Regions from separate parts of the Cricetulus griseus genome. Here region 1 is linked to region 2. A link is a contact called in public Micro-C data. All regions are on one chromosome and are shown on one strand. The core of a region is the stretch at or near the end of the contact, and the rest is flanking DNA. Distances in the headings are between cores, read along the strand shown. Region 1 holds the start of LOC100767729 (glycine N-acyltransferase-like protein). Region 2 holds the start of Lpxn (leupaxin).

The links. Hi-C and Micro-C count contacts between places; a contact is called where the count stands out from the background.
Region 1: a contact with region 2 is called in a Micro-C map of the CHO-K1 cell line, with 4 times the contacts expected there. The contact joins the promoter of LOC100767729 here to the promoter of Lpxn in region 2. A contact is called at or near these places in 3 of 8 Hi-C or Micro-C datasets (the CHL-YN cell line, the CHO-K1 cell line and fibroblasts).

The regions. Positions count from the first base shown.
Region 1 is chr3:48,020,554-48,026,232 of CriGri-PICRH-1.0, forward strand. LOC100767729 (glycine N-acyltransferase-like protein) reads right to left here and starts at 3,113. Exons shown (of 7, transcript XM_027406609.2): 1 at 2,975-3,113.
Region 2 is chr3:47,754,515-47,760,411 of CriGri-PICRH-1.0, forward strand. It overlaps Lpxn (leupaxin), which reads right to left and starts at 1,875. Exons shown (of 9, transcript XM_035441957.1): 1 at 1,107-1,875. It overlaps Zfp91 (E3 ubiquitin-protein ligase ZFP91), which reads left to right and starts at 1,971. Exons shown (of 14, transcript XM_027406595.2): 1 at 1,971-2,200; 2 at 2,203-2,259; 3 at 2,261-2,314; 4 at 2,317-2,468. The coding sequence starts at 2,102.

The sequences.
Region 1 (5,679 bases), core at 1,863-4,362, 270 kb after region 2:
ATTGAAATAAGCTAGATACAGGTGAGAAATATCATTTGATCCCACTTAGGAGATCTGTGTACAGTAGGCAAATTCACAGACACAGAAGGTAGAAAATAGAGGTTGCCAAGAGCTGAGGAGGTGGAAAGTTATTGTTTAGGAGGCACAGAGTTCACTTTGGGGAATAATGATATAGGCTGGGGCATAGATATTGGGGACAGTTGCAAGATACTGTGGGTATATTTAACACTACTACAGTGCACACTTACAATAATTAAGACAATGTTATACAGACTGTACCACAATATATGTTTAGATATATGTGAATGCATATGTATGTACCCATATACACATGTATGTGTGTGTGCACATGTACACATACTGTATGTATATAGAGAGAAAACAAAGAATAATCTATTCCTTTTCTCAGAGATCAGGTTATATTCCTGTCTGTGAATCTCTATCATTGTATTTTTTATTAGCTTCATACAAATACATTTTGTTTTTTCTCAGAGTAGCTGAAGGTGATCATTGTTACTTAATATAAATAGGTGTGTGTGTGTGTGTGTGTGTGTGTGTGTGTGTGTGTGTGTGTGTTCCTTTGCATATAAGGAAGTGCCTATGCCCATGTGTATACATATGGAAACCAGAGGTCAGTGTTGAATGTCTTCTGCAATGGCTCCCTACCTTTTTTTTTTTAAAAAAAAAAAAAAATCTGGAACTTTCCAATTTGATGAGACTGGCTGGGCAGCTAGCTCCAGAGCTCCTCCTGTCTCCCTCTTCCCAGCACTGGGATAGCAAACATGCATAGCTTGTGTCTGGAATTTAGCTGGGTGCTGGAGACTAGAACTTAAGTCCTCATAATTACACAGCAAGCACTCTACCAGCAACCATCTCTCAAGTATAAAGTCTTAGCTAAGCAACTTTAGCCAATGTTTTGCCGGTCAGTGCTTTGAAAACTGCTCATCTTTGTAGTGCCAGGCAGGATCCAGAAACCAAAGGTTACACAGCAATTTCCATGCTTCACTTGCCTTGTGGTCTTTAGCAGAGCAAAGTTTGGATGGTATTCCAATTGTACTTTTACACATTATTATGAACACTATAAAAATTCCACTGAAGCACAAAAAAAAAAAAAACAAAACTTGAACTTGATGCCTCTGGGTTCAAAATTTGATGCTGTTACCCCTTAAGTGAAGCCATTGAATAATGATGTCTAGCAAGAAGTCTGGGTATTGAGGTATCTGAGAACCTTGTAACTATGTCTCAAGGGGGGGGGGCAGGACAGGACTGGGAAGGAAAGATGAGGAAGTAGGGAAAGAAAAAATATTGTAAACTTAACTTTAATGCTAGCATAATAGTCAGAATTATGACACGGAAATTCCATGATTTATTCAACCATTTTTCTGATTTGGAAATTTAGGATGCTTCCAAAGTCTTACTACTATCTTTTTTTAAAAAAGGACAACATGAGAGGCATCTTGTATATACTTGTCAATTTTTGGAGCTTTATTTTTTAATTAATAATTGGTACACAGAGTTAGGTTTTATTATGCCATTTCCAGATAAACTGTGATTCTCCTCACCTGCCTCTCATCCTCATTACCCCCCCCCCGCCCCTTATTCCCGTGCCCCTCTCACTGTACCCTTACACAAACCCTGAACATGAACTTCATGAAGTTCACATTCGTGTCCACTGTGCTTTTCCCTGCTTCCTGGACACACTCCCCTCAACTTACATACATGCAGACACACTTCATAAGCTAGGATCCCCAAGATGAGAATGCATGCTTTCTGCCTAAACCTGGATTTCGGTTTTTTGTGGGGTTTTTTTGGGGGGGGGTTGTTGTTTTGCTAATTCCCATATTCATTCATTTTCCTGTAAATTACATGATTTCATTTTTCTTTATAGCTGAATAAAATTCCATCGTATATATGTACCACATTGTCATTATGCATTCATCTGTTGGTACCATCTAGGTTGGTTCTGTTCCTTTACTACTGTAAATAAAGCATCAATGAATGTGGACGTGCAGGTACCTCTGTGGTAGGATATGCAATACTTTGGGTACACACTAAAGAGTAGCTTAGCTGCATTCCCCTGGTAACTAAGAATGCTATTTTTAAAAAATCTTTGTTGTCCATTTGTGTTTCTTCTTTTTGAGAATCTCTGTTCCTTTCATTAGCCAATTTATTGGCGGGCCATGTTGGGGTTTATTCTAGATGCCAATGCCCAGCCCTGACATTCTTCCGAAGTCTGTCTGTTCACTCTGTTGTCTGTGCCCTGCTCTGGGAACAAAGGGAGCCCTTCCCTGCCAGGCAGGCATTCCAGAGCCCAGTCCTCCCCCCTCCTCTCTCCATCTGCTCTGGCCTGTTGCTTCAGTGATTGGAGTCTACAAGCAGAGGCATCTGTGGATGCCACCACAGCCAGGATGATGTGGAAGCCCTGGCTCCATTCTCTCTCTACCCAGTAACGTTACAGCACTTTCACACACTAGACTGCAATTAGAGCCAGGGGATCCCTCTGCCTCCCCAAGTCTCACACCCAGGAGGAGACATTGGGAAAGCTGGATCCATTGAAGAGAGCCAGAGACAGAAAGATTAAAAGGGGGACATGTGGTAGCCCCAAGTGTGCTTGGGACAAAGCAGGATCAGCCGAGGTGTGAGCAGACAAGGGGCACCAGCAATGTCTTGCTTGCTAAGCATCACTTGGGGGCTGCAAAACCCTAGAGTTCCTGCACAAAGAGTCACTAGGGACCGAAAGGAGGTATTAAGGGGTCTCCTGCTGCTAGACTGTAGCTGGATTTGCATAATCAAGACACTTTCAAATACTAGGAAGGACATTTATTTGGAGGTGATCATGGGACCCTGAGGGGACCTAAGGAAGGAGGCACCTGCCCTCAACACCGATCGCTGACCCCAGTAAGACAAACTGCCCACAACCCACGAGCACGAGGGCGGTAGCACCCGGGAGACACAAGGGATGTGGGCTGCTCACCCGTGTCTTGACGGAACTGGTTCATGGACTGCAGGTCGATGATGTAGGGTGCGAGCCGGCTGTCCACCTGACCCAGTACCACGCTGCCCCCGGCGCGGGGACCCGCGCGCACCACCGCCTCGATGTGGTGGCTCACGGCCGGGCTGTAGGGACGCCAGCGGCCGTGCTCGTTCAGCCATTCCCACACCACCACGGCCGAGGCCAGGAGCATGGCGAGCCCGGGGCTGTGGCGCAGCACTGCCCGCCTCCCGGGCCGGGCCTCCTGCGCTTCCTCCGGCGCCGCCGCCTCCGGGCCTGGACCGCGCCCCCTGCCCCGCGCCCCGCCGCCACCGCCGCCACCGCCGCCGCCGCCGCCGCCGCCGCGCGGGCAGCCTCAGCTGCTGCCCATGGGGGAGTCCGCAGCCGCGCAGGCACCGGGACGCGGACCCCGGGGCCGCCCGCCTCCGATCGCGCGCCGCCGGGCTCCGCCGCTGCTGCCGCTGCTGCTCCGAAGGGTCCAGCCGCTTCATGCAAAGGCCCGGCCCCGCGCACTCGCCGTCCCGCCTTGCAAAGCCACCCGGGGGCGCGCGGCCCGCCCGAGCGACGCTGCAGCCGCCTCGCACCAGTTGCGCCTCGGGCTCCGCGGGCGTCCGCGTGGATCGCACCGCACGGTCACGCCCTCCGCCCTCTCTCTCCGTACTGAGCGCGGCGACCGCGGCGACACAGCTCCCCCTGCCTGCGGCTCTGCTCAGTGGCTTCCAGAAGGAGTCGCCCCTCCCCGGCAGCGTCACACTTTTGCAGCGTCTGTCTGTTGTGAGCCGGTCTAGTCAGCGGCGCCTGCTTCGAAGCTCTTGTCTCGCTCACGCACTGGAACACCCACACTCGCGCACACGCACGCACAGCCTTTAGCACTCCTCATTCCGCCCGCTATTGCCTCATCCTCGCATGCAATCCTTCCTTAGCTGTCCATCAAGGATGCAGAAGCCACGCCCCCTCGTCCCTTGCACCAGCGCCCTAGAGCTTCTACGCCTCCTGCTGGTCAGAGTCCTCACGTGCAAGTCAAAAGCCACACACTTGGAACCATTGAGAGCCAATGCCAAAGGATGCATGCTTTTATGGTATACATTTTATTCTATGTAGAATCTAAAGAGTCTGAGTTGTACTAGCTGCTTGAAAAAAATATGAAACAAAGAAATAGACCCCATTTTCTGTATCCACCCGGATTTTGTATAATATGTGTACGTTTATAAAGGTGGTTTAAAGGGAGCTACCCCCCCCCGAACACTATTATCTATCAAACAAAAAGCTTAGTACCCAGTATGGAGTTACTTCATTAGGAACTGTCCCACAGAATCTCCAAAATATTACATGTAATCTCATATCTCTACGTTACTCTCCAGAACTTGATAGGGGTGTCGATAAAGATGTCCCATTTAGGACTGAGAACTCCATTTATTCTCAACACGTTGACCAAGCATGTGTCTCTACATTGATTAATACCCACTTAAACAAACAAAAGCTTCTACCTAGGTCTAGGGGCATAAACATGAATACTTAGAAGGAATTTTGACCACAAGATTGTTTAGGAAATAGCCATGGCAGCTTCTACCCTGGGACCTCCCCAGCTACTGATTGGGTCAGTTTTCCAGTGTGGTTGTGCCATTTTTCCCTTTCACTTAGCAATGTACTCAACATCTAGTCTCTACCTTCTCGTGAGTAAAACTTGACATTTTATATATTGTCATATTATTATCACTATGAGGAGGCACACACCATGGGGTGTGTGGAGATGGGAGAACAACTTCGTAAAGTCGGTTCTCTTTTTCCATCATGCAGACTCTGGCTTGAGTGGCAAGCTCCATTGCCACTGACATCTTGTGAACACTGTTGCCAGTATACTTTATTTTAGTGTTCCTAATAGTGGTGTGATGATAATTTCTTGTGCTTTTCATGCGCACATATGCACATATCATGTGTTGAAGATAGTGATGTTTAACATTTTCCTAGGTGATGAGTTCCATCTTCATATCTTCTTTGCAAAATGTTTGCTCATATGTTTGGCTACTTTTAAAACTGAAGTCTGAGAACTTTAAAAATATTCCCAATAAAAATCTTTGGATAAATGGCTTGAAAATATCTTCTGTCAAGCTGTAACTTCACAACATCCTTCATAAGTTTGGTTTGTTGGGGGGGTTGTTTTTGTTTTTGTTTTTTTGCAACTTTCTGCCTTCCATTTTCCATAAGAATTGTTTGGCTGTCTCTTAGACTTGATGCCTTTCCCTTTTTCTCTCACAAGGTTTATGATTTTACAATTTTTATGTAGATCAATGATACATTTTAAATTAATTAAATGAAAAAGATCCCCCTCCCTCCCTTCTTCTTCTGTCGTGGCTTTGAGGACTTATGCTCCAGTGTGATTTACTGAAAAGTTTCCTCCGAATTTCTTTAGTCAAATTTCTTTATCAAGTCAACTGGACATATTCCTGTGAACCTTTTACCGGTTACTCTATCCCATTCCATTGATTTATGTGTTCGCCCACCTATCCATAGTATATACTCATGATTCACAAACTGTATTGATAAGCCATATTGGGGTATTGTAAATATGACTAATTTAGAATAAACAACATTGTTTTAAAATCAAATTCCCATTATTCATTGCTGGTAAGTAAGAAATAAATGTTTTGTTACCTGTTAACTCTATAATTACTCTAATTTCCACTGTG
Region 2 (5,897 bases), core at 625-3,124:
TCTTGAGAAAACTGCGAAGAGAACTGGACTGAGACCTCTTTTAAGACCTCGCTTTCTGTATTACTTTAAGCAGCCATTGGATGTCAGTGCTGTGCCAAAGGAGCGCATTGTAAATACAGACTGACAAATCGTTCCCACAGGCACTGTCGGTTTTTACAACTGAAAATGACACTAGTCCTTTGAAAGAGCCAAAGCTTCAATAGAGACTATAAAGCATTTGCCTTATCTGGGTGGCAAGTGAGCCAAACGCTGGAAAGAAAAATGAATTTCACTGCACATTTACAGTTTAATGTAAAATTCAGAATCACATCTCCACACCTTGTACCGCCATCCTCTTGGGCAGACTTTAACTGGGGATGTTTCCATCGATAGGGGTAAAGAGTCCCCTTCCTTGTAAATTGTTCCCTGATTACAATGTGTAAAAAGGAAACTAAGGAATGCAAACAATGTATAAAAGGGAAAGACCTGCCTACAATGTATACCAGGGAAAGGAACACAGAGGCTGCAGAATGACCAGCTGCGGCTTGAACAAATGGAAATCCCCACCCCCACCCCCCTTTACCCATCAGGAACTTCAGTTGCACACGCTAGCCAAAAGCTGCTATTCTGACTGTGCTTCCTGTGCTGCAGAAACCTCTACAAACCGCAAAGGCATGCAGCGTCGGGGCGGAGAACCTCAGAGGCTGCTAGAGGAGTCACGCTAACCCTCCCTCCAGCTCAAGGACCACAGCCAACGCCAGCCCCGGGATGCCCAATCCTACTAAAAAATAACTGGACAATTCCTCCCTGCGTGCTTTATTAAAATGGAAGTGGCAGAAGCAGAACGAGTCCCCGACCTCCAGGGCCTCGCGGGTGAGACCATCAACCCAAGATGGAGGGATGACAGCAGGTCGCGGAGGAGGCGTCAAGTGACCAGACCGAAGCAGGGGCTATGACGAGCGCACTTGGAAGAACTCACACTTAACAGCGTGAAGCAGTTCACTCTCTCACGCAACCCTAACCGGGAATCGGCTCAAAATACGTGCCCGGTGTACGCAGGCGTCGCGGCCTAACCCGGAAGCAGTGCCTCTCTGGGGGGTCACCTCGGACTGTGGATAGAAAACTACCTTTCCCGTGGTGAACCTCTCAAAATCTCCCAGACTTCTCTCGGCCTCCAGCGTCCCATCTTTTCCCTGGGAGCGGACTAAATGGGACTTCGTTTCCCAGGGTGCAGCTGGCTGGGTTCAGCTGTGCGCGTGCGCACCAGGACTGTCCCGCGCTGTGCCCTTAACCCCGCCTCTGGCCTATCGCCGCCATTTTTTCAGGGACTTTCATCCGGCAACGGACGGGGCCTTTTTTTCTTAAAGGAGAAGCGGCAACTCAAATAATTTCCCCCTTCTCCCCTCAAGAGCTGGCGGCGCTAGGGACAGAAAGGCCGGAGCAGGAAGGCGGGGGTCCGGGTGGAAGCGGGGTAACGTCCAGGCTACTTGTTAGGCTAGTCAGAGCCCTTGAGGGAACAGTGGCGCCTCAGGGAGGCAGGTGCGCGCGCAGCCGGCGGGGGGGAGGATTGAGATGCGCGCGAAGCTGGTCAAGGTGCGTTTTGTCCTCTCCACCGCCCTCGCCAGCCCGGCCCCTCCCACCGCCCCTAGCTTGAGCTGAACTCCTCCGGGGGGTTAAAAAAAAAAAAAAAAAGGTCACTTTGGGATTGTCGCGAGACGCGGCCGTTTAACGGTGAGAACGGGTGCGCGGGGAAGGAAACCTCGCGCTCTCCCTTGGAGCCGTTTCCTGATTGGCTGAAAGAAGGGGTGGGGGAGGGCACCGAGTGCGCTCCTGCGTGTGAGACCTTGAGGGGCGGGTCCGGGAGGCCGACCCTCCTTCCCGATTGGGCCACTGCGCGTCTGTGCGGGTGCGCGCGTGCGCACCGCCGGCAGTCGCAGGCTTGAGTGGCAGGGGGCGGGGGGGGCGCCCTAGGAGCGGGCGGAGGGGCGGGGGGGGAAGAGAGGTGCTCGGGAGTGAGGGAGCCGGACTCTCCGGGAGCCTAGGGGGGGCGGGGGGGAGCTGCGCCGCGGGCGCCGCCGCCTCCGCCACCTGGGAAGCAGGGGTGGGGGACGGACGAGCCCCGATGCCGGGGGAGACGGAGGAGCCGCGATCCCCGGAGCAGCAGGACCAGGAAAGGGGCCAGGCAGCGGCGGCCGACGCGGCTTCGGACGAGCTCCGGCCCGCGCGGCAGCAGCAGCGGCGGCGGCGGCGGCGGCGCCTGCAGGGACCGCGAGCAGCCGGCGTGCTGCGGGGAGGTCGGGACCGCGGCCGGGCCGCTGCGGCCGCCGCCGCCGCCGCCGCGCCGCCGCTGTGTCCCGCCGGAGGAAGGCCGAGTATCCCCGCCGGCGGAGGAGCAGCCCCAGCAACAGGCCTCCCGACGCTCCCGGGCAGCAGCTCACGGCCGCGAAGCCCCAGTCTCCTGCTCAGGGCAAGAAGAGTCCGCGACTCCAGTGAGTAACAGTCTTTGAGGCTTTGGGGAAGACCCCCCTCTGATCCTCACTACCCTCCCGGCTCCCGTAGCACCCGCTCCACGTGACACCCCGCTTGCTCTGCCCCCTGCCGGCTCGGCACGCCAGATGTCACGCCGCTGGCGGCCCCGGGCTCCTGCGGCTGGCTCGGCAGCCTGCGGCCACCAGCCCACGCCCGAAGTCACCCTGTGCAGGCTGCTTTGCCCTCCGCCTCCCGCCTGCTCAGCCCTCGCTCTGGCTGGCTTGTGCGCCCCCTTTGTCAGCCTGTCGCTTCCAGTCTCAGATCAGGTCCCCGCGAGGAAGCCCACAGCACCGTACTATAACCCCTGAAGAGTGTCTTTGCCCGACCCTATTTATCAACTAGCCCGCGAGCCACTCAAGAGGTAGCCTTTTCCTCGTCCTCCTAAATCGTCACGTTCATTTTTTTACCGTCAGGATGAAAACGTGACTATGCCACTTATACTTTACGTGACCAAACTAGACGTGTAGTTCTTATTACCTACCAAACATTGTATGTACTTTTTCTTTATGCGTGTATTTTGACGTAGTACTCAGATTGAGAGGAATTACTACCTTGAACTAATAGAGGCCCTTAACAGATTGCCAGGAACATAAATATTTTAAATTGCCCAATAGAGTAATGCTTAAATTAAAAATAAAGTTACACGTTTTAATCAAATTAGCTGTTCATTGTTGAGAACTGTATGTCATTTGATTTACAAATGGGAAAGGGGGACAGAAAATCGAAGGGCTAGGATTTCGAGTTTCAGATAACTGCAACCTCCCAGTAGCAGTGCAGCGGCTTTTCTTACCTTAGACCTAGGGCATTTTTAAAACTTAAAAGCCATTTTGTTTCAAAATTAAATTTGTGATTACAAATTTTTATGCTGAATTGAGAGTTGTAACTGTTGTGTGTACGTGCTTAGGAAAATCTTAAACTGTTATGTATTTAACTCACTAACTTGAAAAGCTGTAAATCATTCATCTTAATTGGGACATAAATTCCATAGGCAAAGTCTTTAACCTATGTGTACCTCGGATTCTTCATCTGTGCACAGTTATATGGGGAGTTAACCTCTATGACTTGAGTTTATGTATAATAAATACGTTGTGGTACCATTTTACACAGCGTCTCACACAGCAAAATGCTAAATTCAAATGGCTGTTTTGAGTATTGATGGCCTAACAGAGACAGGAGTACTTTGTAGTGGTGGTTTTGTGTCAGTTTTGTAAAGCTGCATGGCTTTGTGTTATCTTACATGAACAAGTATTTTAAATCCCACAATGTAATTTTGGAAACAGTTGATCTTGGATGAATATGACTGCTTGCCTGCTTGGTTTTTTTTTTATCACAATATTCATTATGGAAGGGAAGAAGCAATCTTAATATTTCTTCTCATATAGTACTATAGTTACTATATGAGTACTATAGTATATATAGTACTATAAAGTATAGTACTATACCTTCTTTTGCCTTCAGACTTGCCCTTGCACGTGTATTTAATACTATACAACTTTGTTATTCTTAAAATGAATTTCCATTTTTATTGCACATTTCACTTGCTCTGTGTCCTACAAATCAGAAGAATCTCAACACATTTCCACCTTTGCATTCCTTGTTTGAAAAGTAACTGGGACTAGTATTGTTACTCCTCTAGGCAATAGAAAATTAAATTTGTCCTGGCCTTGTCTTCAAGGACCTTGCTGAGGAAGCGAATGTTGATTAACACTCAAGAAACTTATGTACATGGTTTACAGATGTTCTGTGACAAAACATTTTGAAACTCATTTTTCTGTTTAATCCTTTGAGACATGCAGTTTTGAGTGTCAGTGTACTGAATTCTGACCTTGATTAGTCTCTTCCAAATAAAAATTTAAAAAGGAGATGAGAAATTTAATATCTATACTAATTATTTGATCTTTTTAAATCTTTCCCTCCCTAGTTACTTTTTCATTCATTTTCCATATCTCTGCATTTTTTAAACCTACGAATCCCATGTAATTAGCTATTAACCTGTATTTGTTTCCCTCAATGAAAGAAATAGCAAAATATACAAAATTGTTTAAAATATCAAAAACATAGATTTGGATCAACTATTTAGGTATTTGTGTATAATGAATCTAGCATTTAACTTTATGCCTTCCTCCTGAACATATTCACTGAATATTCACTGTGTTGTTAATGGAAGGCAAATTATATAGTGGAAAAAAGCGTGAACTTGATGTTCAAGCTGAAAAGTTGATGTCTTGCCTTGTACTGCTCACTTGATTGAGTAAGCGAGTCACCAGCATCCTCTATCATGGATGTTTTGAGTTTGTGACAGGAGCTTTACAGCTGAATGATAGGTTATACTTTCATAAACTTAACTGTGTAACAACTTATTCACATTCAAGTTTTTGAGAATTAAAAGAATACAAAATATTAATGCCGGAAATGAATTTCAGTGAATATGTTCAGGAGGAAGGCATAGTTAAATACTAGATTCATTGTACACAAATACCTAAATAGCTAGTAGTTAGTGATTTAAAGTCAATTTATACAAAGCTTGTGTTCATGTTATTTAAGAATTAAGCTCATTGTTTTCTGTATTTTAGTTATGGAAGTACTTAAAGAAGCATGTGGTGGTATAATTTGAAGGTTAAGGATATACTTTTTTTCCCTTTGACTTATTGTTTCTTATATGTTTTTTCTTCTTTTTTAGAGTGTTTGGTTGGGTTTTGGTTTTTCTGTTTCTTTATGTCTTTTTTTAAAGACAAGGTCTTACTATGTAGCCCTTGCCTGGAACTTTGTATATTCACCATACTGTGCCTCCAAGTGACAGATGTATCAGTTGCCTCTGCCTCCCAAGTGCTTTGATTAAAGGCATGTACCACCCCGCCTGACTTTTCTGTTTTTAATAAATTAAAATACCCATGTGCAAAACGGTGAAATCAAGTTAAGAGTAGGCTAGGAGGCAAAATATCTTTATATATAAAATTGGATATCTGTTCATTCCAGATTTTAAAACTCTTTAGCAAATAAGTCTTGAAACTTAAAATGTGGCTGTTACATAGCCTTCTCAAACTAATCCTTGAAGAGTTTTTTTTTGGAAGGCTTTTGGTTCAGATGAATGACAAGTGAAGGAGGGTTGTTTTACTCTCTGGTAGATGGAGTTCAGACTTCTTTGTGAAGGGGTTTTTTGAGTTTTGTTTTTTGTTTTTTTATCAAAACTAAAATAGCAATAAACCTTTTGGGTTTTTTTTTTTTTCTGTGTTTGCTTGAAGGGTTGTGGATAGTAAGAAGGATGGATGAGGTGAATATTCTGAATAGACAAACACAAGCTTTTTGTTTCTAGAAGACCTCAGTTGCACATCACTGGACTCCTAAGTGGTCAGGATCCTAGGGGGCAGGCAGTCAGGATGTGGTAGAAA